7 separate regions of the Mus musculus genome follow, and all the other regions are linked to region 2. The links are chromatin contacts, called in public HiChIP or PLAC-seq and promoter capture Hi-C maps. All regions are on one chromosome and are shown on one strand. The core of a region is the stretch at or near the end of the contact, and the rest is flanking DNA. Distances in the headings are between cores, read along the strand shown.

The links. Promoter capture Hi-C pulls out the DNA fragments that hold promoters and counts their contacts. HiChIP or PLAC-seq counts read pairs in DNA pulled down with a chosen protein or histone mark.
Region 1: a contact with region 2 is called in an HNF4G HiChIP or PLAC-seq map of pancreatic cancer cells. The contact joins the promoter of Atp5h here to the promoter of Smim5 in region 2. A contact is called at or near these places in 1 of 39 promoter capture datasets (pre-B cells), 2 of 115 datasets of contacts at active chromatin or transcription factors (bone marrow-derived macrophages and pancreatic cancer cells) and 1 of 9 other capture datasets (adipose tissue).
Region 3: a FOXA1 HiChIP or PLAC-seq map of pancreatic cancer cells shows a contact between it and region 2. The contact joins the promoter of Jpt1 here to the promoter of Smim5 in region 2. A contact is called at or near these places in 4 of 39 promoter capture datasets (hippocampal neurons, liver and pre-B cells), 2 of 115 datasets of contacts at active chromatin or transcription factors (bone marrow-derived macrophages and pancreatic cancer cells) and 2 of 9 other capture datasets (adipose tissue and liver).
Region 4: a contact with region 2 is called in an HNF4G HiChIP or PLAC-seq map of pancreatic cancer cells. The contact joins the promoter of Foxj1 here to the promoter of Smim5 in region 2. A contact is called at or near these places in 2 of 39 promoter capture datasets (the C10 cell line and pre-B cells) and 2 of 115 datasets of contacts at active chromatin or transcription factors (embryonic stem cells and pancreatic cancer cells).
Region 5: a contact with region 2 is called in a promoter capture Hi-C map of liver, with 2.7 times the contacts expected there. The contact joins the promoter of Armc7 here to the promoter of Smim5 in region 2. A contact is called at or near these places in 2 of 39 promoter capture datasets (liver and pre-B cells), 1 of 115 datasets of contacts at active chromatin or transcription factors (pancreatic cancer cells) and 3 of 9 other capture datasets (adipose tissue, liver and pancreatic islet).
Region 6: an HNF4G HiChIP or PLAC-seq map of pancreatic cancer cells shows a contact between it and region 2. The contact joins the promoter of Galr2 here to the promoter of Smim5 in region 2. A contact is called at or near these places in 9 of 39 promoter capture datasets (cranial neural crest, embryonic stem cells, fetal liver and 5 more), 1 of 115 datasets of contacts at active chromatin or transcription factors (pancreatic cancer cells) and 3 of 9 other capture datasets (adipose tissue, liver and pancreatic islet).
Region 7: an H3K4me3 HiChIP or PLAC-seq map of bone marrow-derived macrophages shows a contact between it and region 2, with 5 times the contacts expected there. The contact joins the promoter of Nt5c here to the promoter of Smim5 in region 2. A contact is called at or near these places in 3 of 39 promoter capture datasets (liver and pre-B cells), 1 of 15 datasets of contacts at CTCF or cohesin (the NIH/3T3 cell line), 1 of 484 Hi-C or Micro-C datasets (embryonic stem cells), 3 of 115 datasets of contacts at active chromatin or transcription factors (T-cell acute lymphoblastic leukemia, bone marrow-derived macrophages and pancreatic cancer cells) and 2 of 9 other capture datasets (adipose tissue and liver).

Annotation. Positions count from the first base shown.
Region 1 is chr11:115,417,658-115,421,498 of GRCm38.p6, forward strand. Atp5h (ATP synthase, H+ transporting, mitochondrial F0 complex, subunit D) reads right to left here and starts at 2,262. Exons shown (of 6, transcript NM_027862.1): 1 at 2,235-2,262; 2 at 729-859; 3 at 182-278. The coding sequence starts at 850. Kctd2 (potassium channel tetramerisation domain containing 2) reads left to right here and starts at 2,469. Exons shown (of 6, transcript NM_183285.3): 1 at 2,469-2,849. The coding sequence starts at 2,511.
Region 2 is chr11:115,897,639-115,901,598 of GRCm38.p6, forward strand. It overlaps Smim5 (small integral membrane protein 5), which reads left to right and starts at 2,501. Exons shown (of 3, transcript NM_183259.3): 1 at 2,501-2,704. All of the region lies in intron 7 of Recql5 (RecQ protein-like 5), which reads right to left.
Region 3 is chr11:115,512,961-115,516,623 of GRCm38.p6, forward strand. Jpt1 (Jupiter microtubule associated homolog 1) reads right to left here and starts at 1,433. Exons shown (of 5, transcript NM_008258.2): 1 at 1,260-1,433. The coding sequence starts at 1,315.
Region 4 is chr11:116,334,082-116,337,953 of GRCm38.p6, forward strand. It overlaps Foxj1 (forkhead box J1), which reads right to left and starts at 1,273. Exons shown (of 3, transcript NM_008240.3): 1 at 1,137-1,273; 2 at 1-627. The coding sequence starts at 458. It overlaps Rnf157 (ring finger protein 157), which reads right to left. Exons shown (of 19, transcript NM_027258.1): 19 at 2,264-3,872.
Region 5 is chr11:115,474,017-115,477,823 of GRCm38.p6, forward strand. Armc7 (armadillo repeat containing 7) reads left to right here and starts at 1,651. Exons shown (of 3, transcript NM_177778.5): 1 at 1,651-2,011; 2 at 2,106-2,249. The coding sequence starts at 1,921. It overlaps Slc16a5 (solute carrier family 16 (monocarboxylic acid transporters), member 5), which reads left to right. Exons shown (of 4, transcript NM_001080934.1): 4 at 1-382.
Region 6 is chr11:116,278,530-116,282,272 of GRCm38.p6, forward strand. Galr2 (galanin receptor 2) reads left to right here and starts at 2,410. Exons shown (of 2, transcript NM_010254.4): 1 at 2,410-3,321. The coding sequence starts at 2,957.
Region 7 is chr11:115,489,557-115,493,471 of GRCm38.p6, forward strand. It overlaps Nt5c (5',3'-nucleotidase, cytosolic), which reads right to left and starts at 2,258. Exons shown (of 5, transcript NM_015807.1): 1 at 2,051-2,258; 2 at 1,715-1,815; 3 at 1,582-1,642; 4 at 1,297-1,411; 5 at 869-1,188. The coding sequence starts at 2,230. The coding sequence ends at 1,043. It overlaps Armc7 (armadillo repeat containing 7), which reads left to right. Exons shown (of 3, transcript NM_177778.5): 3 at 1-910. It also overlaps the pseudogene Gm11694.

The DNA.
Region 1 (3,841 bases), core at 1,012-3,511, 480 kb before region 2:
ACTAAAGGCCCTCCAAGTCCTTCAGCTCCTGGGAGCAAGGCTACCTGTACTGCCAAGTGACTGAACCCTGATTCTCTACAGGTGCTCACAAAATCCACCCCAGGGCCTTTGGCCAAACCCACTCCCCCCACCTGCCAGCCCCTTGCAAGATAGACCTTTACTTAATTATCTGAAGACTCACCTTCTTTTCAAAATCATCCACCAAGCCAGGCTTGGCCACATTGGCCCTGTAGTAAGCCCAGTCAATCGCAGGTGGTTTCTCAGACAGACTAGCCAACCTACTCGTATGGAAAAGGAAGTCAGCATTGTTATTCCCGGACTGGAATGAGCAAAAGACACTAGTTACACAGCAACCTCCTATCCCTGACACACTGGAGTGTCAAGCACACTTTTATCTGAAGGGCCACCACAAAAATGCTTTCATTTGCAGAACACATTGTTTCTTTCCTCTTGTCGAACTATTAGAAATGCCTAGCTAGGGCTGGCAAGATGGCTAAGTGGGTAAAGGGGCTTGTTGCTAAACCTGAGGACCTGTATTCAATACCCAAGACTCATCACATAGTTGAAGGCAGAGAGCCAACCCCACAAGTTTTCCTTTTGATATGGCACACACAGCAGCAGATTCGAACTCATATACTTACTAAATACTAAGTGGATGTGATAAATGTCAAAACATTGCTTCCAGGTTCAGCATCAAGGATGGGGGCTCCCTCTTACAGCATACTGACCTGGCGTGGAAGGTCTCATTCCAGGACTTCAGGGCATTTCCAATTGCCTTCTGGTTTTGGGGCATGACCTCCACAAAAGATACCCAATCAATGGTTTTTAGAGCAAGTTTACGCCCAGCCATCTTGGGATACTAGAAAACAAAACAGCGCCTTTGGAGAGAACCCCTGAAGGAGACCATTCCAGAGAAATACAAGTCGTTAAGAGACGGATCAGCTCAAGCATTTGATGGGTATATATATGCAACAGATGAAAGAATTCGGATTTAAACCAGGAAAGAGGGCTAGGGATGTAGCTAGTTGCTAGAATGCTTGCCTGGCATGGACAGAGTCCTGGGTTCCCTCTCCAGCACCAGAAACACTGAGGTAGAGGCAGAGAATCAAAGTTCAAGGTCACATGAGAGATGTGGGAGCTTGTCTCAATACATCAAAATAAAGCTCTACAACCCAGAATATAAACATGTTCTCTCCTACCAGGCTGCCCTTCCTCTATCCCAACTCATTTCTATTCTTTGCAGACACTTCTAAAGGAAGTCATAAGCTGCCCAAAGGCTAACTAAGCTACTGTGTTTTGGCCACTGACTCTCCACCACAACCCCGGCCATTCACTCGAACTGTCCTGCCCAGGTCATCCTGTCCACAGCACACATACTGTGCACTTTCAGAGGCATTTTTACACAAATGATACTGTGAAAAGAAAGTGACTGAAGCGGTCTTGAGACCAAAACAAGACGAGATACAGAAAATAACTATGAAGAGAGCCAACCGAAAAGTGGAAACCATCTACACAAGCTCTGAGTGGGGGATACCTTCCTATCGATCAAAGTTGTCAAATGCCGGTCTCTCTCCTTCCTTCCTTCCTTCCTTCCTTCCTTCCTTCCTTCCTTCCTTCCTCAGTACAGCTTACGTCTCTAAGAGACAGAGACAGAGACTAAGACAGTTGTCAAGTGAACTAAGGATGCCAGAGAACGAAGTGCACTGGAGAAAGCAGGAGTTACAGACTTTTTGTTATCTGATTCATCTCTAGCGCTGGTTGTTTCTCAGACAAATTGGCCAGCCTGCTCTCATACACAGGTCATAAGCATAGAGAATGACCAATAGTTAATTAGATCAATCGGTAAACCTCATGAGGAATAGGAATCCTCCATTCGAAGGGAAGGACGTAGAGTTGAAGTCTGCTAGGTGTCTTGTCCTCTCTGAAAGTTACCACCCTAACTCTGTGATGCTTTCCCGACCCCTAAACTCCACTCCTGAGATCGCCACACAGTGTGAGACAAAAGTCTGTGGCAACATCTAAATTCACGGTGATTGGCTAAGTCACTGCCAGGCCCCAGGCTCGCCCCGCGGGAAAGCGAGCAGGGCAAAGCAGTGACCTCGGGCGCTCTGCTAGCGGGGCAGCTCGAAGGCCCGATGTCCTCCGTGGAGCTGGAACAAGTGTGGAAGCGAGGTCTGGAATACAATACAAAAGAGTCCGTGGAGATTCGACCCAACACCTCAGACCCCACTCACCTTCACCGACCCCCGGCGGAGTGCTCTCTCTCCAGCAAGCAAGGAACGGAAGAGAGTTGCCGGAAGTTCTCTCCTTGGCCAATCCGAACGAGCAATAGGCGGGTCTCATGTCACACTTCAGCCAATGAGCATGGAGTCCCGTCCTGGAAGGCGGGCGCGGCGCCTGCGCCGTCGGGGTCCCTTTTCCCCCTGCCCCACGCCCGCCGATGGGCCGGCCCGGCTCTCCCCGCCGAGGAGTCGGCCGGCCCGGCGGCGCGCGGGCAGCGGCGGCCCAAGATGGCGGAGCTGCAGCTGGACCCGGCAGTGGCGGGGCTGGGAGGGGGTGGCAGCAGTGCGATGGGCGACGGCGGCGGCTCGGGCCGCGGACCCCCCAGCCCTCGCCCTGCGGGCCCGACACCCCGCGGACACGGCCGCCAGCCCGCCGCCGCCGCGCAGCCGCTGGAGCCCGGGCCCGGACCTCCGGAGCGGACGGGAGGCGGCGGGGCCGCCCGCTGGGTCCGGCTCAACGTGGGCGGTACCTACTTCGTGACCACCAGACAGACCCTAGGCCGGGAGCCCAAGTCCTTCCTCTGCCGCCTGTGCTGCCAGGAGGACCCGGAGCTGGACTCCGACAAGGTGCGCCCCGCCCTCGGGCGCGCCCCCGGGTGTTGGGACCCATTCCAGGCTGGTGCTCCGATCTCTGGGACGCGTTTCCCTCCAGCGGGTCCTGCAAACCCGGACTTGAGTCCACTCTCTTCCCCCCGAGTTAGCACTGGCCACCTCAGAATGATCTCCCGTCCCAGTTCTGCCCCATCTTCAGGCACACTCCGGTTTCCCTTCGCACCCCGCTCTTTTCTCAGCTGCTCCTGCGTGGAGTTGTCTACCTGCACCCACGGGAGCCCCCTTCGTGCTCCTGTCACATTCCCTGCCCCTCCTGGGGACCACCCCTTCTCAGATCTGCATGAGTTTTTCTTTGGCTCCCGGGCGGCCCCCTGCTGCTGGTGCCAAATGCATTCAGAACTGGGTCAGGGTGAATGACCACATCTTGGTCACTTTCGGAGGACTCAGGTCCTGTTCCATCCCTGTGTAAAGTGGTATTAAACTCGGGGTTTAATGATAGCGTCCACTACTGAAGGCTGCAGGAAGTGCTTGTGATACATCCTGTGGTGGTGATAAAATCCTGGTCCCAGACCTTTTGTGCCGTAACAGTCACCGTTTCGGTACATTTTTGAAAGTAAATGCACTCCTTGGAAAGATGGGCTGATAGGTTAGGACCCAGAGAATGTGTAGCGTCAAACACAGGGTTGAGCAGTGGCAAGACGTCATTCATTTCCAGTTTGAACTGTAACTTTTGCAGGTTGACCTTTGACTCTCAAACGCATCCATACCATAAAGCACTCCCATGGTTAGTAGACTTGCATAAACCCTTAATCAGTTTCATCTGTTCTCTGATACCAAATTGATGGGAACCTTAAGAGATTCCAGAACTCCTGTTTATAGGGAATTATTTTTATATACCCTAAATCTTCCTTATGGCCAACACAAGCCAGTTTCTTGTTTCTTTTACTGTAAAGATGAGTAGGATTAAAGTTGCTCTGAGCCAAGTCCTGGCAGTACCAAGCTTCCTC
Region 2 (3,960 bases), core at 1,251-3,750:
CTGTAACATATGAGCCTCAGTCTGTTTGGTTACCTGTAAGCTCTAGGGCCCTGCTCTTCCCTCTGCCCAGGGACCAGGAATGCCCTGGAGAGTCAGGCTCTGCCACCAAGGCAACATCAGATAGGCATTTTACTGTGAATGCCACAGCCTCTCTACTGCTGTGGGGCAGTGTTACAGTGGAGCACAACGGTGCTCCATCGGGCTGTGAGCACTGATGAGATGTTCTACAAGTGTTCCTCACCGTGGGGAAGGAGGAGAGGACAGGAGAGCCCAGCCTGTCTTTAGTACTTGTTATTTAGAGACAGGGTCTCACTCTGTAGCCAGGGCTGGCCCAGAGCTTACTGAGTACTCATCACAGTAGACTGGGATGGCCTCAGAACTCAGAAAGCCGCCTCTGCAACCATGCCTAGTCTTTTTTTGTTTGTTTTTAAGATAGGGTCTCACTACAGCTCAGGGTGGCCTTGAACTCATGAGCTTCCTGCTTCAGATTCCTGAGTTCTGGGTCTGTAGGCATGAGCTCCCACAAACAGTTTTCATGGGTATCTTGATCTTCCCTGAGGGAATTAGGCTTCCCCTGGCGCCCACCATGAGCTTTTTGCCCTAGGCTGAAGGCTGTACCTAGCATAGCTCCTGGAACAGATGATTCTCAACCTGTGGGTCTCAAGCCTTCTGGTGCTTGAAAGACCGTTCATAGGGTTTACCTAAGACTATCCACCAAAAAACATATATTACAATTTATAACTAGCAAAATTCCAGTAATAAAGAAGGAACAAAAAGGATGTTATGGTTGGGGGTCGCCAGAGCATGAGGAAGGCTGAGAGTCACTGTGCTAGAGGCACACAATGCTGAGAGCGGCCATCATGCCTAGTCACTCGTGAGCCCACTCACCAGGGAGATCCAGCCTCACTAGAGCCTCACTAGAGCCTCCCTCTCAGCCTCTAACTCCAGATGTTCCCCTGCGGATAACCACTTCCTGCCCAAGCTGGTGGCAGGAAGCCCACCTGGTGCAGGAGGCCAGTCTCTTTTCGGATCCCCAGGCTGAGGCCCTGGGAGAGGCCACTGTTCTATCAGGGTCCTTACAGTCATCTCTAGTGCCAGAAATGTGGTACAGGGTTGGGAACCAGAAGAGACAGCGCGAGGCAGGGCAGTTTGAGTGCCCAGGCTTAAGATTAGCCGGCACTAACAGCTTTGGAACAGAGGGTTTTCTTAGTCTGAATACTGCTTGCGGATCTGACCCCACACAGCAGGCTACTGTAAGGAAAGCAAATTGCAATGCCACCTTCTAAAGAAGTAGGGTCCCTCCAGCAAAGTGAAGAACAGCCCTAAAACTGCATAGAAGTGGCAGGAAGACAGCTGAGACAGCCACTGGGGGGCGCTCTTGCAGCCAGCTCCCACTAACACTGAATATACACGACAAATGTTCCCTCTGCCTGTACAGTGGTGGCCTGTCCTGTCTCTGAGAAGCTTTGGCATCTAGGCACTGTGACCATATGGTTGTCTACACCCTGCCCCAAGCCCTGGCTCACTGGGGTTTTGTGCTCAGATTCAAAGGGCTCCATTGACTGCAGAGCTGAGGTCAGTCCTCCCCCTGCAGCCTGGTCTGCTGGTGGCAAGACCGACAAACGTTAATGGGCCAACAGAGCTGTCATGCAGACAGCTGAGCAGAACGAGACCAGCAGTGACCTTTCTCTTAGAAGGACCCAAGGCCCCTCACTAAAACAAGCAGGCTACTTTTCTTTCTTTCTTTTTCTTATTTACTTATTTTTTGTTTTTTTCGAGACAGGGTTTCTCTGTGTAGCCGTGGCTGTACTGGAACTCACTCTGTAGACCAGGCTAGCCTCGAACTCAGAAATTTACCTGCCTCTGCCTCCCAAGTGCTGGAATTAAAGGTGTGCACTACCATGGCCGGCGCAGACTACTTTTAGAGTATCTAGGATCCTCATCTTCCCCCCAGATGCCCCTGGGTAGATGGCAGAGTACCACACCAGAGGGCTGCTTGAAAGCTTGCTGACGTGCTTGGGTGATCCTGTAGCCCGGTTTTCTTTCTGGCAGAGGGCAGAGAGAGCAGCCAGAGTGTGGCCCAAGAGACAGACCAGGGTGGTCAGGGACACAAGCCAAAAAGGCCATCCAGAGGGTGCTGGGGCACCCAAGAGCGAGTCACTCCACCCTCTTCCTCTGGCAACCTCAGACGGAGCCCCCCGGGGTTATTTCCACAGGGAACCACAGCCAACCACTTCTGTCATTAGCCCAACCCCAGCCCTCCGCCTACAGCCTACAGCCTACAGCCTGGCTCAAAGGCAGGAGGAGGGCAGAACAGGAGGAAGAATAAGAGAGGGAGCCGTCTGGGGATCCAGAGAGCAGAGTGGACCTCTAGGCAGGGAAAGGCATAGGGCGTGAAGGGCAAGTCAAGCTCAGGGGAGGACTCCCTGGGCTCCTCCTCACAACTGTAATTTGACACCTAGATCTCCAGGACAACCAACAACAAAAAAGCTGAAGCGATGAGGCGCTGAAGCTGGACAGCAGCTGGCTGTCAGCAACCGGGAGCTAGCACCAGGAGGTGCCCGAGTGAGAAGCAGCCGCCTAGGCAGGAAAGTGGCAGCGCTGGTGAAGAAGTCAAAGGTGGTGGCCAAAGGACTTCCAGGAGGTACATAGAGGCTCTGTACTGGGACACCTCTTCGAGGCTCCCCACTATCTGAGCTCCCAGGTAAGAGACACTGGCTAGAGGTGACAGGATCGGGAAAGGAGGGCAGCCAGGGTCTCGTATCTCTGGCGAGGAGTCACAGCTTAGCATGAGCTCGGAGAGGAACGTCTTGGGGGATATATTAGGCCACTCTCCTATGGGAATTTAGTCACCTCCTCTGTGTGTATACCTGAGTGCTCTTCCCCTGGGACCTGGTACTAGAGAAGGGGGATGTACTGCTACTCGGTGTGTGGCACAGGGGCTGGGGGCTGCTGGACACATCCATTTAAACCTTTTCTATTCAGTGAGTTTAGGATATGGCCCCCAATCTTGCTGAGCCTCCATTTCCGAAAGGATTAGGGCTGAGCCCTCCCTGGTTCTCAAGAAGGCTCAGGACAAGGTGTGCCCAGCCTGCTGAATGGCCTCTGGCCCCAGGAGCTGGTAGAGCCAGCAGCAGAACTGCCTACTTGGATGCTGGACAAGAGCAGCAGCTTTCCTGTCTTTTGGAGTTCTGACCTGCTCACCGCTGTGTGCTTCCGGCTCAGGATCATCCTAGGGAGGAGTCTCTGCACCCACTTAGATTACCAGGACCCCTGATCCTCCTTTGGCAATGATCTCTGAAAACTGAGCCAGGGATATGCACCCTAATTCAAACCCCAAGTTTGGAAAGGAGTTTGTGACTACATGAATGAGTTTGGAAAAGACCCCAGAGTCTCTTCCACACTAACTACTGTAATGGTTGCCCCCAGACAGCTCTTCTCTTCAGTCCTTGTGCAGGGCAAGCACAACCTTCTTGGGCAGGGCCTCACGAGAGGAGGCTGCTAAGCCCTTCTGCCTCCTGTCCTCACACTGGGGTTCAAGTCCCCGTGAGACGTCCCTTCCAAAGCAAACACACTGTTATCCAGTAAGAAAGAAAAACATCATTCAGTTTTGGAAACCAAGGGGAGGGCCGAGAGTCTCTTTGGCTCAGCAGAGGGGGTGCACTCTGGTTTGTGTGGGACTGGGAAGCTAACTCCTGTGGTAATACTAACAAGTGTGCAACAGAGGGACTGCACTGCAGCTGAGCCACATCTGGGACACACAGGCTCCAGCAGTCCCTGAGCTCAGAGGGAGGCCCAGCTTCTATGGCTGCAGGAGAGGAGCTCGCTTAGTTTCTATTGGCCACCAGAGCAGGAAGTTCTCTCCATTGTCTAGAAAACTTGGGGACCAGGGCAGCAGAACCACCAAGGCTTCAAGCACCCACTTTTGACTCCAAACCGGAGCCCCAGCACTGATGGAGT
Region 3 (3,663 bases), core at 183-2,682, 390 kb before region 2:
AAGGAGGCTGCTTTTTGTCAGCAAGTTGTCAAGCCCCTGTGAGAGACACTGCTGTTCCACGCTGCCTTCTTAGCCCCACAAAATGGCTCCCTTTTGTGCCACTTGGTCGGGACCCCAAGGCTTGGTCACACTCAACTGTGGGTCATCATCAATGGAAAATACATGGCCAGAGAACATGGAACCAAGCCTTTGGGAAGATCAAAGAGATGCCTGAAAGCCAACTTAAGGGACTGTGTGCCACTAGCTGAGACGATGTAGATGGACTCCCTCCGCTGAACAAAATATCTTCACCAAGTTAAGTGAGGGGTAGGAAACGGGTCCCAGTCCAGTCACAGAGCTCCTCCCAAAATGCAGTGTACTGGGGACAAGCAAGATCCCAGCTTCCAGGAAGGGATACTACATACTACTGGAGAGACAATGGATGGCTCCCTAGCCCCGCCCAAGCACAGACAACCTCCTCCTCCAAGAGAAGCCTGCTCTGGGGTGAACTCATTCGGCCAAAGTCAATGGGAGAAGTAAAGAAGGCGACATGGAAGGGCAGAGGTCCGAGGACCTGAGCGCAGAAAACCCATTTGAGCAGGCTCACGGCCCCGCGCATTCGGAGGTGGGCGTGGGGAGGGGGAGGAGACCCGATCTCTCCTTTGTTAGGCGCAGGGAGGCACTTTGATAAGAGAGCTCCTGTCCAGGGCTGGAAGTGGAGGGAGGGGATGACCAGCCCCGCCCTACCAGAGGTGCACCTGCTGCGCAGACACGGACACCCCGGCGGGCCACCACGAGGAAAAGAGCCTGCAGACCAGCCGGATCAGTGCTCAGATTTGCTCGCAGCGCCCAAGGCCGGGGCCAGCACACGCCCGAGCCAGAAGCGGGAGCGCATGGCCCTCATGTGGGACAATGGGCCCAGGGCCCTGCAGGCTCCTTGGGCTCCTGGGAGACCAAGCCCACCATCCTGGACCCGACCAGTGTCGCCGCGGGTGGCTGAAAGAAGATCCTCCCGCACACTCTCACCGACTCCAACCTGCCGTACGGCAAAGGGCCGCCACCCACAGTCCCCCTCAGCTGTCGTTACCGGGGAGAAATGAATAGAAGGGACGACTGGGGCGGGGCCACAAGCCGAGGCAGTCCTGCCGCACAAAGCGGCGCCCACTCCTTACTCTGCCACCCTCCCCCGGGCGCGAGCGCGGTGCTCCCGGCCCGTTACCACCAACGCCCCGCGGTCCCCACAAGCCCTGGAGGGCTCGAGCCCTACCCTGTCGCCTTACCGGGAGCTGTTCCTGCTGTTAGGGTCCACACCCTTAAAGGTAGTGGTAGTGGTCATGGCGCCAAGGGGCGAGGTAGGCTGGCCCTGAAAACGCCAAGGGGGACTGGGACCAACAGGCGCAGACGACTCCAAAAGCTAAACCACCAGGGCTCCACGAGCTTCTACCGCCGCGGGGCTCGCCGGACTCCCATTTTATAGAGCCAATAGGGCCCACCCTCCACATGCCGCCATTGGGCAATTTAAAAAGATCTCTTCATTTCTATTGGTTAGCTACAGTGCTAATCATAGATCGGCGTCAGGACGGGCTGCGCGGGAGACGGCTCGGCCTAAGCCCCGCCCCCTTCCTGTACAGAGAAAGGCCGCTGTGGTCTCCCCTCCTCCACGCCCTCGACAATCTGGTGGTGCTCAAGTGTTCACGGTCACTTTAAAAAGTTACTTGAGGGGCTGTCGAGGTGGCTCATAAGGAAAAGCCCTTGCCACCCAGCATGACAACCCGTGTTCAATCTCCAGGACCCACAACGTGTAAGAGACCCAACTCTCTTTTTTTTTTTGTAGAACATGATTTTAATATTTTCAACTGTTAATACTCAACAAGCAGAATAATTATTTTAAGATATACTTCGTTATTATGTCTTCATTTCTGATTTTATTAATTTGGATACTGTCTCTGTCCCTTATAGTTAGTCTGGCCAGGGGTTTATCTATCTTGTTGATTTTCTCAAAGAACCAGTTCCTGGTTTTGTTGATTCTTTGTATAGTTCTTTTTGTTTCTACTTGGTTGATTTCAGCTCTGAGTTTGATTATTTCGGATACCCAACTCTTGAACCTCTGACCTCCACGCACCCACGCACTGAGACACACACACACACACACATACACACTACCTAGCTACCTAAATAGAAAGCTACCTCAGCAGGATGTGTCGGCACTTCCCTGCAATGCCTTAACTTGGGAGACTGAGGCAGGAGGATCACTTTGAGTTTCAAGCCAGTCTGGTCTAAACAGTGAGACCCTGTCAAAAAGAAATGAGGGGGAGGCAGAGAAGGAAAGCAGGAAAGAGAGAAGGGATGTCGTGTTAAGGCCATATGCTAGTACTGCAGAGGACCTAGGTTCAGTTGCCAGCACTCACAGGGCAGCTCCAAACTGTAGCTCCAGTTCCCTGACCTGGGCAGTTACATGCAGGCACACACATGTACACAACGTAAATCTTTTGCCAGGCGATGTAGCACATGCCTTTAATCCTTTAGTCCCAGCACCAACTCAGGAGTCAGAGGCAGGTGGATCTCCGAGTTCTAGGCTAGCCAGAGTTACACAGAGAAACCGTGTTGGAGAGGGAATTTTTTTTTTTTAAGGTCCGAGGTGGGGGTGCTGCACACCCCTAATCCCAGCACCCTGGAGGCAGAAGCAAGATTTCTTAGCCTCAAAAAGGGCGGGGGGCACACAGTGGTCTACACCTTTGAACCCAGCACTAAGGAGGCAGAAGAGTCTAGGACAGCCAAAGATGTTACACAGAGAACTCCCCCCCCACCCCACCCCCACCCCCCCACCCACCCACCCCACCCACCCTCACCCCTACCCCCCCGTCTAGGAAAAAAAAAAAAAACAGAAACAAATGAAAAGAATTCCTGGATTAGCCTGCGCTAACTGGATTAGCCTGTGCTACACCATCACCCCACATCCCGCTGCCGATGCTTTAGTACCGTCCCAATGTTTGGTTACACCAGCACTCCTCCCTACTCCTGGCAATATAGGGCAGTGCCACTATGCAGGGTAGATGGCTAACAAAAACCGTAAATCCGCTCTTTAACCTGACCAACGTGTAGGAAATAACAATGTTTTCTCCACGCCCCAAATAAGCCTTCAGCTTTCCATGCTTCTGGGTGGAGATGAATGAGACCTTTCACCACTAGGACAATCTTTCTTTCCTTCTTTCTTTTCTTTCTTTCTTTTTTCTTTTTTTTCTTTTTTTGGTTTCTCTGTGTAGCCCTGGCTGTCCTGGAACTCACTCTGTAGACCAGGCTGGCTTTGAACTCAAAAATCCACCTGCCTCTGCCTCCAGAGTGCTGGGATTAAAGGCGTGCGCCACCACTGTCCAGTTTAGGACAATCTTTTTTTTTTTTTTTTTTTTTTTGAGACAGGGTTTCTCTGTGTAGCCCTGGCTGTCCTGGAACTCACTCTGAAGACCAGGCTGGACTGGGAAACCTAATGAAGCAATCTTAAAGAGTCCGTAACAGAAAAAGTGCTGAAATTCCAGGGGTTTTGTTTTGTTCTCTGTGTTATCTACGTAGCCCTGCTGTCCTGGAATTCCCTTTGTTTTTTAAAATTTTTTTTTTTAAGATTTATTTATTTGTAAGTACACTGTAGCTGTCTTCAGACACACCAGAAGAAGACATCAGATCTCATTA
Region 4 (3,872 bases), core at 23-2,522, 440 kb after region 2:
TCCGTGATCCACTTGTAGATGGCCGACAGAGTGATCTTGGTGGCCTTGCTGGCTTGCATGGCCATGCAGATGAGAGTGGCATAGGAGTAGGGTGGCTTCACGTGTGGGTTGGTGGCATAGTCCACGTCGTCAGGGGGCGGGGCCTGCAGCCCCGGGGGCGCGCTTCGAGATGTGCACGACGATGTGGGCTTGCCGGGTGTGTGCGGCTGCCCAAGGCAGGCAGGGTCTGCCGCCAGCGGTGACCCGGGCGCCACCAAGCCCGGCACTTGGTGGTAGCCGTGGGGGTCTGTGCCTCCTGGGGGAAGAGTGGGAGCCTTGGCGTTGAGAATGGAGAATTCCTGCAGCCATTGCAGGCTGGTCAGGCTGTCATCCAGGGCGTCCGGCTCCTCCATGCCGCCCTCCGGCCCGGCTTCCTCTCCGGGACCCGCTCCGCAGAGGCGCAGCCAGCTCTCCGCCATGTCTGCGGGGACTCTCCGAAGGGGCGGTCAACATCCACAGGCTGAGCCGGAGTGGCCCGCCGCGCTCTCTGGCCCGCTGGTAACCCAGACTCCAGTTACACAGTCTCCAGAACACTCACTTCCATTCTGCGACCCAGGGGGTCGCCTCCTCCGAACACGAATGTGAGGCCTGCGGGAGCACCACGGAACTGAACACTCTTCCCCTACCCCGAGAGGAAAGAGGCGCCTTAGGGGGGGAGCCCCTCACATTCATCCCCGCAGCCTGTGGCGAGGTCAGGGAAACACAGGACCCTGGTCTGATCCTGCGTCTCCACCTCTCTCCATCTGCCCTTGAAGGGTTTGTTGGCCACAATGAGGGAAGAGGGTAGGAAGGCCCAAACTAACTCTTTTCCCCAAAGAGTGGGAAACTAAGATCACATCCCAATAGTCCAGGGGGGTCAGTACGACGCGGCTGGGGCAAAGTAGGTCATCTGATCCTTGAAAAGAGGTGTTAGGATGAAGGGTCTCGGGAAAGGAAGGTCACAGGACCGAGTTATGGAGGAGCAGGAAGCGATCTCCCGAACTCCTCAGATTTCATTTTCGTGGCCCCACTACTTCTGTGGGCGACCGATGGACTGGATAGCCAGCAGGTCCCGACGCCCTCCCATCCCGTGGTCCACAGCCCTCCCAGTCCCTTACCTGGCTCAGAGCGCAGCCAGCCAGAGGAAGGTTCTGGAAGAAGTTCCTCCCACCTCCCGCGGTTCTCTGTCCCCAGCTCGAGGGCTGTGCTGGCGCCCCTCTTCGCGCCCCCCCCCCTCGCCCGACGGCGCTTCTCTGAGCGCCGACGGCCCGGGGACCGGCATTAAGTAGACGCTCGGAAGGCTTCTTCTGCTGCCATGGCGACGCCCCGCCCCCATAAACAGCTTCCGCTGCTGTCATTGGCCAGTACGTCTCCAAGGAGACCGCGGGCCCTTGCAGCTCCTCTGGCGGCAACTCTCTGGAACTCTCTGGTTCTGCCGCCCTCTCCCGCGCCACCCAGCCCCCTACCCGCCACCGAGATCCGACTCTGTGCATTCCCGCCCGAGGGCCCCGCGCTGGGTCTCACGGCGGGTGCTCGGCTCCCGCTCGAGGCCCCGGGAACCCCTCCCCCAACGCGTCGGGTTTGACCGCTGAGGGGACCCAGCCCCGGATTCTGCAGACCAAGTCTCGGGGAACCGTGCCCTTGAAGTCTTTGCCCTCACCGGGCTGCCAGTGGCCTTTGTCTGGTTTCTGGGGCCTTTCCCTGGTCCCCGAGTGTCTTCTCTGGTGCCCACAGGCAAGTTTGACTCTCTGATGCCACCTGTCGCTTATAATCCGCAGAAACGGCCACACAGCTCGCAGACACACCGAGGCGGGTAGGGTAACCCAGCGTCTCCCGGTAAGCAGCTCGCCCACTCACCCTGCTCAAGTTCCCGGAAGCTGGCATTCCAGGGGCATCTGCGGAGGTGCTGCCCTTTCAGACAGTCTAGGAAGCAGAGCCAGCCGGCAAAAAACAGAAAAGCCCTGGGCCTGCAAGATTCTCAAAGAGGTCATTTGTTCTACTGATTTAGCCAGGAACTGGTTAAGTGATGGGAACTACTAAGCATAAGGGATTCTGGGCCCTAGCTTTCCCTATTGCCATCAGCTTTGGGGTTCTTTAATAATTGACGAGCTGCAGGATTGGAAGTGATCGGGTTTAAGGCAGATGCAGAAGCAGGTAGGGCAGTCAGGAATGGAGCTGGCCTTGTACCCAGGTCTGCAGAAATACTAAAAAGAGCCTGAGCCACTGACTGAAACGAATACGTTCACAAACGAATTCACGTTGTAATTAATGGCTCCCTTGCCCCTGTAAACAGTTTTATTCACTTTTAAGAATCATGCAGCAATCCATAAATATTGCATCTTGATGTCCCCACTGTAATGTGCCTATAAGTGTACTCCATGAATGTGAGGGGTACACAGATGGCACATACAGAGCACACGCACGCACACACACACATACACACACACATACACACAGGTGTTCAGGCCCTAAAACAAAGTGTGCAGCCAGCACGCCAACACCAGATGGACAGGACTAGTTCCCCAGTGGGATGGATGGCTTAGGGTTTGAGTCTGTGCCTGGCAGATGTCACAGGGGATAGACACTCTGGTGGGATGAAATTAGGTAAAGCAAAAAGGCTCTTTGAGGAGGCCAAGATCTGGGCAGTACCAAGCATGGAAAGGTGCAGATACTGTGTGATGAGGAGCCAACGGCACCAGGAGAACATGCCTGACTCTGTACATTTGAGCCCCAAGAAAGGGATGGTTCCCAAATGGACTGGGTTGTGTGGCAGCTGACAGTGGGCCACCCTGTGAATGGGCTATTTCTGCTTGCCAAGAAGTAAAAGGGCAGAGTGAGGGGCGGAATGAGCAAGGCAGAGCAAAGGGTATGCTAACCTGGGTGCCTGGATTATGGAATTCAGGCTGAGCACTTGTGAAGGGAGACGGAAGGGCTGATTATAATGGCTTTTTCGAGGGTTCCTGGCCACTGTGGCTACTGTTTACCCGAATCTCCTTCATCTCAGCTTCTTCCCCTCCTCCCAGGTCACACCACACTGTGAACACCGCTTACCTACTGCCTGCCAGGGGAGAAGGGCTACGTGCAGCCGTGCAGCCGTCCCAGGCTCAGGGAACTTCCCTGTTGTTTCTGTTCTGGTTTTTGAGGAGGTGTGGATATTGCTCAGCCTACACTGGTGTAAACCTTAAGTGTGGGAGGGAGGGGCCCTCGGGATGCTGAGGAAGTAAAAGACGGGAAGCAGGGTGTTCAGAAGGGGCAACATGGGATCTGAAGCTCAGCCTGTCCCACGTCCCGCAGCGCAGCAGAGCCCCTAACAGTGGGATTACCATGGAAAGGAGAGCTGTGCGGTGGTGCAGGCCTGTGATCCTAACTCTTGGGCAGTACCGGCAGGAAAACCCGAAGTTCAAGGTCATTCCCAGCCACATGGCAAGTTTGCAGCCGGACTCTCCACCCCCGACCTCCCCTCAGGATCCTGGGCACTGGCATTTTGGGGAAAGCCTTTCAAAGAACACACTTGCAAGTCTAAAGCTCCTCGTATCGCACCCTCATAAGTGACTGTCACTAATCTTGATCCCCAAACCATCTCATGTTCCGCTGAACGACTTTCTGTTCCAAAAGCCACTAGATAGGCATCTACTTTAGAGCCATGTTAAAACCCACTGAACCCAACAATTTCCTGCCAGCTTGCTGCTATGGCTTTGAGTGCTAACCTGACAGCATCTCTCAGCACTGGTGAGCCCACCTCTCATCTATCCCATCTGAAAGGCAGGGGAGGAATGCACTAGGGTAGGGAGGTCTCCTAATCCTCTGGCCCCAGAGCCTCCACCATTCCTTTGGTGTTCCTGTGCACCAGTTTG
Region 5 (3,807 bases), core at 401-2,900, 420 kb before region 2:
GATTTTATTTTCATGACTGACGCCAGCCATCCTCCTCCACAAGTCCATCTGGCATGAATAAGCATCTTTAGGAGGCGATCGGTTCCTCTAAGGTGCTGTCACGAGTGCCCCCTCATGGTCAAAGGAAGTACTGCAGCCGTGCATTTGCTGAGTTGCTTATGTTCACTGTCTCTAGACCTTGGGTGGAGACGGCTGAGTAGGTAAAGGTGCTGGCTGCATGCCGACAACTTGAGTTTGATTCCTGGGACCCACATGGACAAGGAGAGGCCCCACTACCACAAGTTGTTCTGTGGCGTGCCCATGTGCGCGCACCATACACACACACAAATAAACGTTATTAAAAAAATTTTTTTGGCCTGTATGAGATGCCATCTTCCAATTGAAGTCTGCCTCTCTGTCTAATGTCCCCTACTGCTTTCCGGATCGCAACTCAGAACTGAGCTTGACCCCACCCCCACCCCCCAAGGAAGTTTCTACTCTGAAGGGCAAATGCCAGGGACCTATTTTTCATTCTAACAGAAAACAGAGTTGGGGCTGGCTAACAGGCCCACGTCCAGGAAAAATAGAATCTGTGATCCTCCAGCTAGGAAATTTTCATCACACTTGCCCGTTGGTAATAATGGCATTAATCTGAGGGCAATAAGCAACGAAGAAATGAGGGTGCAAATGTAGTTTAGTCACGTACATCAAACCTTCACTTCCATCTCCAGCCCCACCCATGCCCAGGTGTGCTGTAATCCCAGTTCTTTGGAGCCTGGGGCTTGGAGACAAGATGGAAGCAAAGTCTACTCTTTTGTAGCCAGGATCTGCTTTGGACCATCCCTGGAAAATTTTGAGGGGAGTCTGCAAAGTATTTGTTCTGGAATCTCAAAGGCTCCAGGTCCCCAGGTCTTTGATGTTCTGACTAGTCAGACGCTTGGCCATCTTGAGCTGAGATGTAAGAAGTCTGCCTAGCCTGCTTCTTATAAAACCTAAAGGGCACAGAGTTCTCACGGAGCAACCTTGGTTCTCAAGCATCCAAACTAAGACTAAAACTCTTGCTCTTGGTTGATGTTGGGCATGGATTGATCACTGGAACTTAAACCCCAGAGGTGGGGGCCAGGGAAAGGTGAAGTACACAAACCATTCTGCTGTGATTCAGGTCCCTGGTACCAAACATAGTACATGACCCCTGACCCTTGCCCTAAAAACCCTTACTGCCTCCATCCTCCACCTCCACCACAGCACGGCAAAGCTGGGCCCCTCCCTGACGCTCCTTGTGACCCTAAGATTGTGTTTGGGGTTTGATGGATGTTCTGTTTTGTTACCAGGGTCTTGCCATGTAGCTCTGGATTGCCTTGTAGACTAAACCGTCCTTAAACTCCGTGTTCTGGGATTAAACTACTATCATGTCTAGATGGCCTGAAGATCCGTCTGCCCGGCTGTCAATCCATCCACCATTCTCTCTCTCCTTTTCTCCTCTTTCCCTCCCCTCTCCCTTCCTCTCTCCTTCGACGCATCCCCGCTGCGGCGGCTGCGCAGTGGAGGGTTAAAGCCTCCAGCTCTAGAAATCCGGAGGGAAGCCCAGGAGGCGCCCAGTAACCACGCCCAATCCCGTCCTGGTCCCGCTCACTCCGTTTCCTGGGGCGGGGCTAGAGAGACTTCCGCCCTGAACCAGGAAGCGGTGCAGGGAGTGTGGTAAGGGGGCGTGCCTGCCTTCAGTTCCGAAAAGCCACAGCGTCTCGCCCGGGTTGAATTTTGGTTTTCAGATCCGGCTCAGACAGGATCCTGAGACCCCTGGCCACCCCCACAGCTCATCCCCAGCTGCAGACGCGGATCTCAGGACAAGACTGGGTTTGCTGCCGCTCTGTCGCCGCCGGGACAGGTCAGGATCCAGGCCTTGTGGCCTCTACCGGAGCTCCCAACTCCGCCGCCCCAGCCATGGCACAGAAACCCAAGATAGACCCCCACGTCGGGCGGCTAGGCTACTTGCAGGCGCTGGTCACAGAGTTCCAGGAAACCGAGAGCCAAGGTAAGAGGTGTAGCGTGGGCACGAGGGACCCAGGAGGGTTCTGACGGCAGCCGCCGCCGCACAGGTCCGACCCCAGGGCTGCTTCCCATTGCAGATGCCAAGGAGCAAGTCCTCGCCAACCTCGCCAACTTCGCTTATGACCCGGGCAACTACCAGTACCTACGGCAACTACAAGTCCTGGACTTATTCCTTGATTCTCTGTCGGAAGAGAATGAAACCCTAATCAAGTTTGCTATTGGTAAGAGTTAGGCTGCCCCCAACCCCCGTGCCCGCGCGCCTCCCCCCAAGTTATAGACTAGAGCGACTTGAGAGTCAGGCATGCCACTCGCCTATAAAACTAGCATTACGGGAGGCTGAAGCAGGAGGATGGTTGCGACTTGGGGGCCAGCCTGGGATTCAGAGTAAGACACTGTCACTAAACAAACTAGTGTTTGGGATGGGATCTCATCTAGGGCAGAGCTGCCGTGTGTGGACCACCTACCTTCTCCTCCTCCACACATTATCGGGGTCACAGCTCATTCCAAACAAGTCGTGTCTTTCTTCCTCTTAGAAAAGAGATAATAAGTGAGGAAATGGGGTGAAACCTCTTTGAAAGAAGTTTAGTTTTTTGTTTGTTTGTTTGCTTGATTTTGATTTTTTTGAGACAGGATTTCTCTGTGTAGCCCTGGCTATTCTGGAACTCACTCTGTAGACCAGGCTGGCCTTGAACTCAGAAATCTGCCTGCCTCTCTGCCTCCCAAATGCTGGGATTAAAGGTGTGCGCCACCACTGCCCGGCTGGAGCTTGCCCTTGTATTGTTTACTGTCAAGAGGTGCAAAGGTAGCTTAGAACTCCTATAGTTGGGTTATTGTAAGGCCGTTTGAATTATTCAAGGTAGACTCTTTTACATTTGCTGTGTAGGTGTGTGTTTGCATGTGTGTGTGGATGAGTGTGAGTATGCATGTGCACCAGGCTGTATGCATGAAATTTGTCAAGAGTCAGTTCTCCCCGAGTACAGTGGTACATGCCTTTCATCCCCAGTACTGGGAAGACAGAGGTAGGTAGATCTTTCCGAGTTCCAGGCCAGCCTAGCGTGAGTACTGAGTTCTGGACCATCTAGGGCTATGTGGTAAGATGTCGTCTCTAAAAACTAAGGTAGTCGTTGTTGTTGTGTTCTCCTCTTCCAGTTGCTAAGGGAAGATCTCTGTGCCTTCAGAGTAGGGCAGTGCACTCCATAGCTGGGCCGTGAGCCTCCAGCTAATGGGGAGAGAGTGCTGGGGTTCCAGATGCTCGACACTGCATCTGGTTTTCTTATGTAGGTCCCTGGAACCGAATTCAGGTCATCAGAATTGTGTGGCAAGCTCTTTTACCTACTAAGCCATCTCCTCTGCCCCATGATAGATAGTCATTATTGGGCACCCTATAAGGAAGGTACTGGCCCAGGTTCTGAGGAGATGGTGAACAGGTTGGGGATTGTATTCTGGAAGGGGAGCTAGGTGGCGAATAAAACAAGCAAAGTAGAGATAAACAGGAACTCAGATGGAGCCATAGGAGGTGTGTCACGCTACTTACGCTACTTCCATTTCAGCCATCTTGGATATGCGATGTAGACAAAGCAGCTAAGCAGGAAGCTGTTAGAGGGAAGCTGATGTGTTAGAGGGAAGCTGATGTGTTAGAGGGAGGCCGATGTGTTAGAGGGAAGCTGATGTGTTAGAGGGGAAGCTGATGTGTTAGAGGGAGGCCGATGTGTTAGAGGGAGGCCGATGTGTTAGAGGGAAGCCGATGTGTTAGAGGGAAGCTGATGTGTTAGAGGGGAA
Region 6 (3,743 bases), core at 1,160-3,659, 380 kb after region 2:
ACAGTGTACATGCAGACAAGCAGACATATAACCGTCATTAAAAAATAACAGGCCAGGCCGGGCAGTGGTGGCGCACGCCTTTAATCCCAGCACTTAGGAGGCAGAGGCAGGTGGATTTCTGAGTTCGAGGCCAAGCCTGGTCTACAAAGTGAGTTCCAGGACAGCCAGGGCTACACAGAGAAACCCTGTCTCGAAAAACCAAAAAAAAATAAATAAATAAATAAAAAATAAAAATAACAGGACAGGCAGAGCAGTACACATCTTTTATTTTAGCATTTAAGAGGCAGAGGCAGGAGGATGTCTGTGAGTTGGAGGGCAGCCTGGTCTACAGAGAGAGTTCCAGGGCAGCCTGGATGACATAGAAGAGACCCTGCTTCAAAAAAAAAAATTTACAAATTTGTTTTGTTTTGTTTTTTGTTGTTGTTGTTGTTTTTTCGAGACGGGGTTTCTCTGTGTATCCTTGGCTATCCTGGAACTCACTCTGTAGACCAGGCTGGCCTCAAACTCAGAAATCCACCTGCCTCTGCCTCCCAAGTGCTGGGACTAAAGGTGTGCACCACCACTGCCTGGCTCTTGCCACTTTTCTTACTCATTCAATTGAGCCATGCCAGCCATGACTTAGGGACCCACCACATTCCTACAGTAGGGCATCTTTCCTTCCTGCTCCCTCTTTCTGTATCTCCCTCCACCCCCAACCCCCGATAGTGGGCTGTTTCCTCGCCATTATACCTAAGTTCAGATGTTTGGTTGTGGGTTTTGGGTTTAGTTTTCTTGTTTTCTTTTCTTTTTTTTTTTTTTTTTAAAGATTTATTTATTTATTATATGTAAGTACACTGTAGCTGTCTTCAGACACCAGAAGAGGGAGTCAGATCTCATTACAGATGGTTGTGAGCCACCATGTGGTTGCTGGGATTTGAACTCTGGACCTTCGGAAGAGCAGTCGGGTGCTCTTACCCACTGAGCCATCTCACCAGCCCTCTTGTTTTCTTTTTAACAGTGTCTCATTGTTTTATTTGGGCTGGCTTTGAACTTCTGGACTCAAATGGTCCTCTGCCTTGGATGCCTAAGTAGCTGACACTATATATATATATATATATATATATATATATATATATATATATATATATATCACATCTAGCTAAATTATGTTTTTCTGCAATAAGGATATGACTTGGTGGCAGAGTGTTTACCAAGCATGCCTGAGGCCCTGGATTCAATCCCCAGGGGACACACATATGATGACAACTATTATCACATTCTTTTTTCTTTATTTTTATTTTTGATAATGCCTTTCTTTGTAGCTCAAGCTGGCCTCCAACTCACAGATATTGACCCTCCTGCCTGCATCCTGGGGATTGGGGTTAAAGGTGTGCACCACCACACCTGGAACATCCCAGTCCTCTTAAGACAGGATTTCACTGGTGGCTCAGGCTAGCCTGCAACTCACTCTGCAATCCAGGGTGGCTTTGAACTTGCAATTCTCCCATTTCAGTCCTCAGAGTGCTGTTATTCCATGTCTGGGTCAACAAAGCCCAGTTTTAGGAAAAGAATATTTATGGCCAAGAACTGAATTTTTAAAAAAGATTTATTTAGTTATTTTATATGAGTACACTGTCTTTGTCTTCAGACACACCAGAAGAGGGCATTGGATCCCATTACAGCTAGTTGTGAGCCACCATGTGGTTGCTGGGAATTGAACTCAGGACCTCTGGAAGAGCAGTCAGTGCTCTTAACTGCTGAACCATCTTTCACCACCACCACCCCCTTTTAAATAAAGATTGAATGCTTTAATAGATTTGATCCATTAATAAACTGGTTTCTAGTCTTACATCTCCCTATATTTGATTTATTTGTTCAGTGTGTGTGTGTGTGTGTGTGTGTGTGTGCGCGCGCGCGCGCGTGCATGCGCACATGGGTCTTTGTGAGTGTATGTGCATCATATTTATTCAGGAGCCCATGGAGCAGAAGAGGGTACCAGATCTCCTGGAACTGGAGTTACAAGCAGCTGTGAGAGCTGCCATGTGGGTGCTGAAAACCGAACCTGGGTCCTCTGCATGAGCAGCAAGTGCTCTTAACCGCTGAGCCTTGCTCCAACCCTTCTAGTATTTCTTACCTCACACCTCTTTGAGGCAGTGTTTCCAGACCATTCCATCCCAGACAAGGGAAGAGAGGGTCACAGACAAGGTGATACTAGTACATATTCAGCGAACTTCTGGGTTAAGAGGGAGGGAAAATACTTAGCAGATGAAAAAAAAAAAAAGATGAAAATTTCCATTCTGGCCGGACATAGTGGCGCATGGCTAAAGTCCCAGTACCACAGAAGCTAATGCAAAAGGGTGAGTCTGGGCTAGTTTGGCTCCACAGGAACACCCAGTCTCAAAACAAGGAGGAAAAAAAAAAAAAACCGCCCTCCTTTCTGCCTCTTCTGGGTTGGTCTCTGGAGTTCCTTGTGTGGCAGGCTGAGGTATTCCAAGGATTTAGAAATGGGAGAGGCCTAGAAATATGGCTGGCCATAACACTTTGTGTTTGGGGGAAGGGGGCGTTGAGGGGTGACCAACCACAGGGCCAGTAATCTGTGTCAGCCCCCTCATTCCAAGAATGGGATGGATCTCTTAAAGGCGCCCCATGTCCCACACGCACCCTGCTCCCTCCACCAATCCAGGAACAGTGTGACTCGCTAGTGACCGACTCAAGTCTAAAGCAGAGCGGGTCCCAGGACTTGAGCGCGGGAGCCAAATGGAGTCAGGGTCATTCGACAGCTCCTCTCTCGGCTGCAGGCCGGAGCGGGGTACCATCCTATACTCTGGGTGCTCGCTCCTCCTCCCGTCCCCCGCGCACCCCTGCTCTGGCTCTTGGAGCTCGACAGTCTTGCTGGGGCGCTGCAGCCAGGGAGCTACGCGCTCACCAAGACCCGGACGGCTGCGGGAGCCAGGGCGGCGTCTGCTTTGGTGATACCATGAATGGCTCGGACAGCCAGGGGGCGGAGGACTCGAGCCAGGAAGGTGGCGGCGGCTGGCAGCCCGAGGCGGTCCTCGTACCCCTATTTTTCGCGCTCATCTTCCTCGTGGGCGCTGTGGGCAACGCGCTGGTGCTGGCGGTGCTGCTGCGCGGCGGCCAGGCGGTCAGCACCACGAACCTATTCATCCTCAACCTGGGTGTGGCCGACCTGTGTTTCATCCTGTGCTGCGTGCCTTTCCAGGCCACCATCTATACCCTGGACGATTGGGTGTTTGGCTCACTGCTCTGCAAGGCCGTTCATTTCCTCATCTTCCTCACTATGCACGCCAGCAGCTTCACGCTGGCCGCTGTCTCGCTGGACAGGTGAGTGAACATTCTGTGGTGTCTGAGAACTGGGTACCCAGGTAGGAGCTTGCACTGGAGTCGCCACGCAAGGATCCAGAAGGGATGCGTAGTCGGGGAGAACACTAAAATTACAAAGTGGCCCGAGGCCGTGAAACGCAAGGGGAAAGGGGACTAAGACTCCGTGACTAAGAGTGTCCCTTGATTAAGTCGGTCCTCAGACCTCGAAGGCTGGAGAAATCGGATTTCTGGGGTCTTTACGTTATTGTTGCTTGAGCTAAAAGTCTCTCAGAAACATTGCAGTACTCAGACCAGAGTTGGCTTGCAAAGTAACTTGCCAGTATTCAAATGCTAATTGAGAGCTGCAGAGAGGCATTTGCTTCTTGGCCCCAAGCTCAGCACCTGGAGCGTTGTCCGGCTTTAGGCTTAGGACTGAGCTGTAC
Region 7 (3,915 bases), core at 1,008-3,507, 410 kb before region 2:
GCGAGGCGCCCTAAGAGGAATGCAGAGGTGAAGTGTCTTCCCTTGGGTGTCACAGCTTAATGAGTGTTAACTAAATGGCCATTGGGCATGAAGAACAAGGCCCTACAGGTGTGAGAGCAGAATGAAGGAGAACTGAGGGCACCCGGGCATGCCTTGTCTCTCTGGAGAGGCCCTACATAGGATCCTTGGGTTAGACAGCAAGACAGTGACTTCTGTTTTACCAGGCTGTGGACCACTCATGTGCCAGCTGCCAAGTGTGGCATCCCTGTCTTTTCAAAAGAGTTGCTCTGGCCCCCTTTGCCTATGGGTCAGATCTTCTGACACTTGGGTGGGAGCCCTGAACATGAACCTTTCATGGGCTATCCCAGTCTGCTTCCTGCCATTCTCTCAGGAGCCACAAGCCTCCAGTAGGTACTGTCAACCCCTCAGGACTCAGATGCAGACCTTCCATAAAGACACCTAGAAACTAATGTCAGGGGACCATGGCGGCCCAACCTCTAATCTAATCCCTTGAGAGACAGGAGCGGGATAGCGATGAGTCTGGTCCACCTAGTGAGTTCCTGACCACAAAGGTCCGATAGAGTCTAACGAGCTCCTGTAACTGGTTACCCCGCCCTCCTCTGCCACTGAGAAGAAAAAATGGAATTAGGGGATAAGCGAAGAGCAGTCCTGACAGGAAGTGGAGTTTAGGGAAAATGGGGGCCCTGATCACTCAGCATTGTCCCCCCTCAGATGGACAACGAAAGCTGAGGAAGGAGATCTACAAGGGCTGGAGAGGGGCTGTCGTACAGCCACTGGATGAAGGAAGGCTCCCGCTCCCATCCTGAGCTGAAAAGGAAAAGGAGCATCAAAGATCCAAAGCCTCGCGTTTGGTTTTTATTTTTATTAAAAACCTCCTGATTTTCTCCACTGTATTTGTGTGCTAGTCTCCTTCTTTCCCGTGTAGGCCTCCTGGGAGGAGCCGGAAAGCAGTCTGTTCAAGTGGCTCCCTGATTAAAGAAAGTCACCTGTCCAGGCAGGGTCCTGTCCACCTCAGGGTCCTTCACAGGCTGGCTCGCTTGCTCTCAATGATCCCCCTCCAGTTGTCACTCCAGGAAAGCAGCCGTCTCCTGGTGGGGGGCAGGGCCAGGTGCTGATTGTGGCAGCAGGTGAACAAGATGTGCTCCCAGCTTGGGGTCTCCTCTAGGCCTGGGCAGTAAAGACAGCGTGCGCTCTGTAATTGGGTCATTTTTACTCCTCCTTAATCCCAGCAGGCCAGATGCCTGGGGGTTGTCAAGGTTAACTGGCTGGCCCAACCTTGAATGTTGTCTTTGTCATCAATGAGCAGGTCTCCCATGACCACCGTCTTGTCCCTAGTCAAGATAATCCGCTCCACAAACTCTGGCCCCAGGTTCTGCTCCACCCAGCGGTACTGTATAGGCGGGAGGGGTGGGGAGAGGTCAGTGGAACTTGCTAGGCTCAGAATGCAAGATAAGTAAGGCATGGGGGCTTAAGTGGGACTAGCCCTCAAACACGCGGGACCCCTTTCACCCAGCCCCCATTTTCTGGTTTATTTTTTTAAATCAGCGCAGGCGCCGGCACCTTCTCGCCCACACAGTGGTCGTACTTCAGCAGTGGGGTGGTGCAGATGAAGACCTCGGTGCTGCGGAGAAGGGGTGCAGTTAGGCCTGGGGCACTGGCCGTCTTCCCGCCGCCCCCTCCTCACCCTCCTTACTCTTTCATGTCGTTCATCTCTCGCAAAGCGTCCAAGGCCCCAGGGATGGGCTCCAAGTTTAGGAAAAAGCCTGGAGATTCATACACACTGGCCACTTTTTCCTGAAAGAGAGAGATCTTGGTCCCGCTCCTGCTTTCCAGTAGGGGGAGCCCCAAAGAGGACACACACACACACAAAGATTCTGCAGGAGACCTCGGTTCTAGTGTGTGTGTGTGTGTGTGTGTGTGTGTGTGTGTACCCTTTCAAGCTTTCTGGTTCGGGGGTGAACTGTGGATTCGCACAGCTTGGCTGCCTAGAAGAGAACTCAGCCTAGAGGTTCCCCATCGGGTCTCCTACCGCCAGGTCCGGCCTCAGAGCTCCGTACTGCTCGTTGGCGAGGAAGCCCCGGCGCTGTTCCAGCGGCACGTGCGGTTCCTCGGGAAAGCGGCGGCGAAAACCCTGCAGGAGGCCGGACTCGAAATCAGCTAGCACGCCGTCCATGTCCACCAGCACGCGCACGGGCCGCTTCACCGCCATTGCCACGCCCGGTGTCTCCGCAGAGCACAGCGGCAAGCACGGAAGATGCCAGACCCGGAAACAAGCTTCCGGGACCGGGGTAGGGGCGGGCCGGACTTTGTTCATTTGCACAGAGTGGCCAACCAGGTGCCCAGGATGGCATTGCGTCCCTTACGGGGCTGCCGCTCATGTGCAGCATCAGAATCCCTCTCCCATAACCTCTAAGATCCGAAATACTTTCTTGGCAATGGGGAACCTGCTTCGCATGCTGAATGCATCCTTTGCCTCTCCCATGTTTGTCCAGGCTGGAAGCTGACAGGATCGTGAGTCTCCCAGTTCAAGGGATGAGAAGGACCCCTTAAAGACAACCGTGGGCATGAGCTGGGCATGAGCTGGGCTCTCAAGAGACCGGACTCATAAGCCAGACTTGGTTTGAAACAGTAACATTGTTTTCAATCTGCGTCCACTACTTTTTCCTGTGGACCCGAGGTCTCCGGTAGAATCGAAAACTTGTATGTCCCTCTAGAAAATGTTAAGCGTTCACACACAGAGACACAACTTATTCTTGTAGATTTCAGAGTCAATGGCGACATCACATCAATTTTCCAACCTATAAATGCAGATTTGAGTAATGACTCCCCCCCCACCCCCGACTCAGGGTTTCTCCACATAGCCCTGGCTGTCCTGAAACTCTGTGAACCAGACTGGCTTCAAACTCCCCGAGGTTTGCCTGCTTCTGCCTTCCATGTGCTGGGTTTAAAGGTGGGCACTGCTACACCCCGATAAGACATGACTTCTAACCCATGGCAGAAGTTTGTCAGCATGGAGCCCGACATCTCACTTGAAGAAAAGCCAGTTTAAAACAACAAAGGAGCAGAGTGTAGTGGCGCACATTTTTAATCCTCACACCCAGGAGGCAGACCTCTGAGTTCCAAGACAGCCAGAGCTACTTAGTGAAGACCTTATCTTAAACAAATTTGGGCTGCAGAGATGGCTCAGCATCGGTTAAGAGTACAGACTGCTCTTCCCCGGGTTCTGAGTTCAAATCCCAGCAACCACATGGTGGCTCACAACCATCTGTAATGGGATCTGATGCCTTCTTCGGGTGTGTCTAAAGACAGCTACAGTGTACTCATATAAATGAAATTAAAAATAAAAAAAGCTCTTCTCCTTTCCTCTGCCATCCTGCGCATTACGCCTGATTCGGTTCTCCTTTCCTCTGCCATCCTGCGCATTACGCCTGATTCGGCTTCTTGCCATGTCTTCTCACAAGACTTTCCGAATCAAGCGATTCCTGGCCAAGAAACAAAAGCAAAATCGCCCCATTCCTCAGTGGATCCGGATGAAAACTGGTAACAACGTCAGGTTCAACTCTTCTCTTAGAAGACACTGGAGGAGAACAAAGCTGGGTCTGTAAGGATTCACACAATGGCAAGACTGAGGGTTTATACTGAGTTGTGGTCAGCAATCAGTCCTACCAGACAGATTTCAACATTTTTAACCTGGAGACTTGCTCATGTCTTAAATTAGGGTGTTTGTCTAGTAATAAAATATAGAACCTTTTAAAAAAATAAAATAAACAATTTTTTTCTTTTCTTCCTTTATTCTTTTTATTTTTATTTATTTTTTGTTTTTTTCCTTATAAACATTTTTTTTAAAAACACAAAAAAGCAAACAAAACTGGTAAAACAAACCAACAACAACAT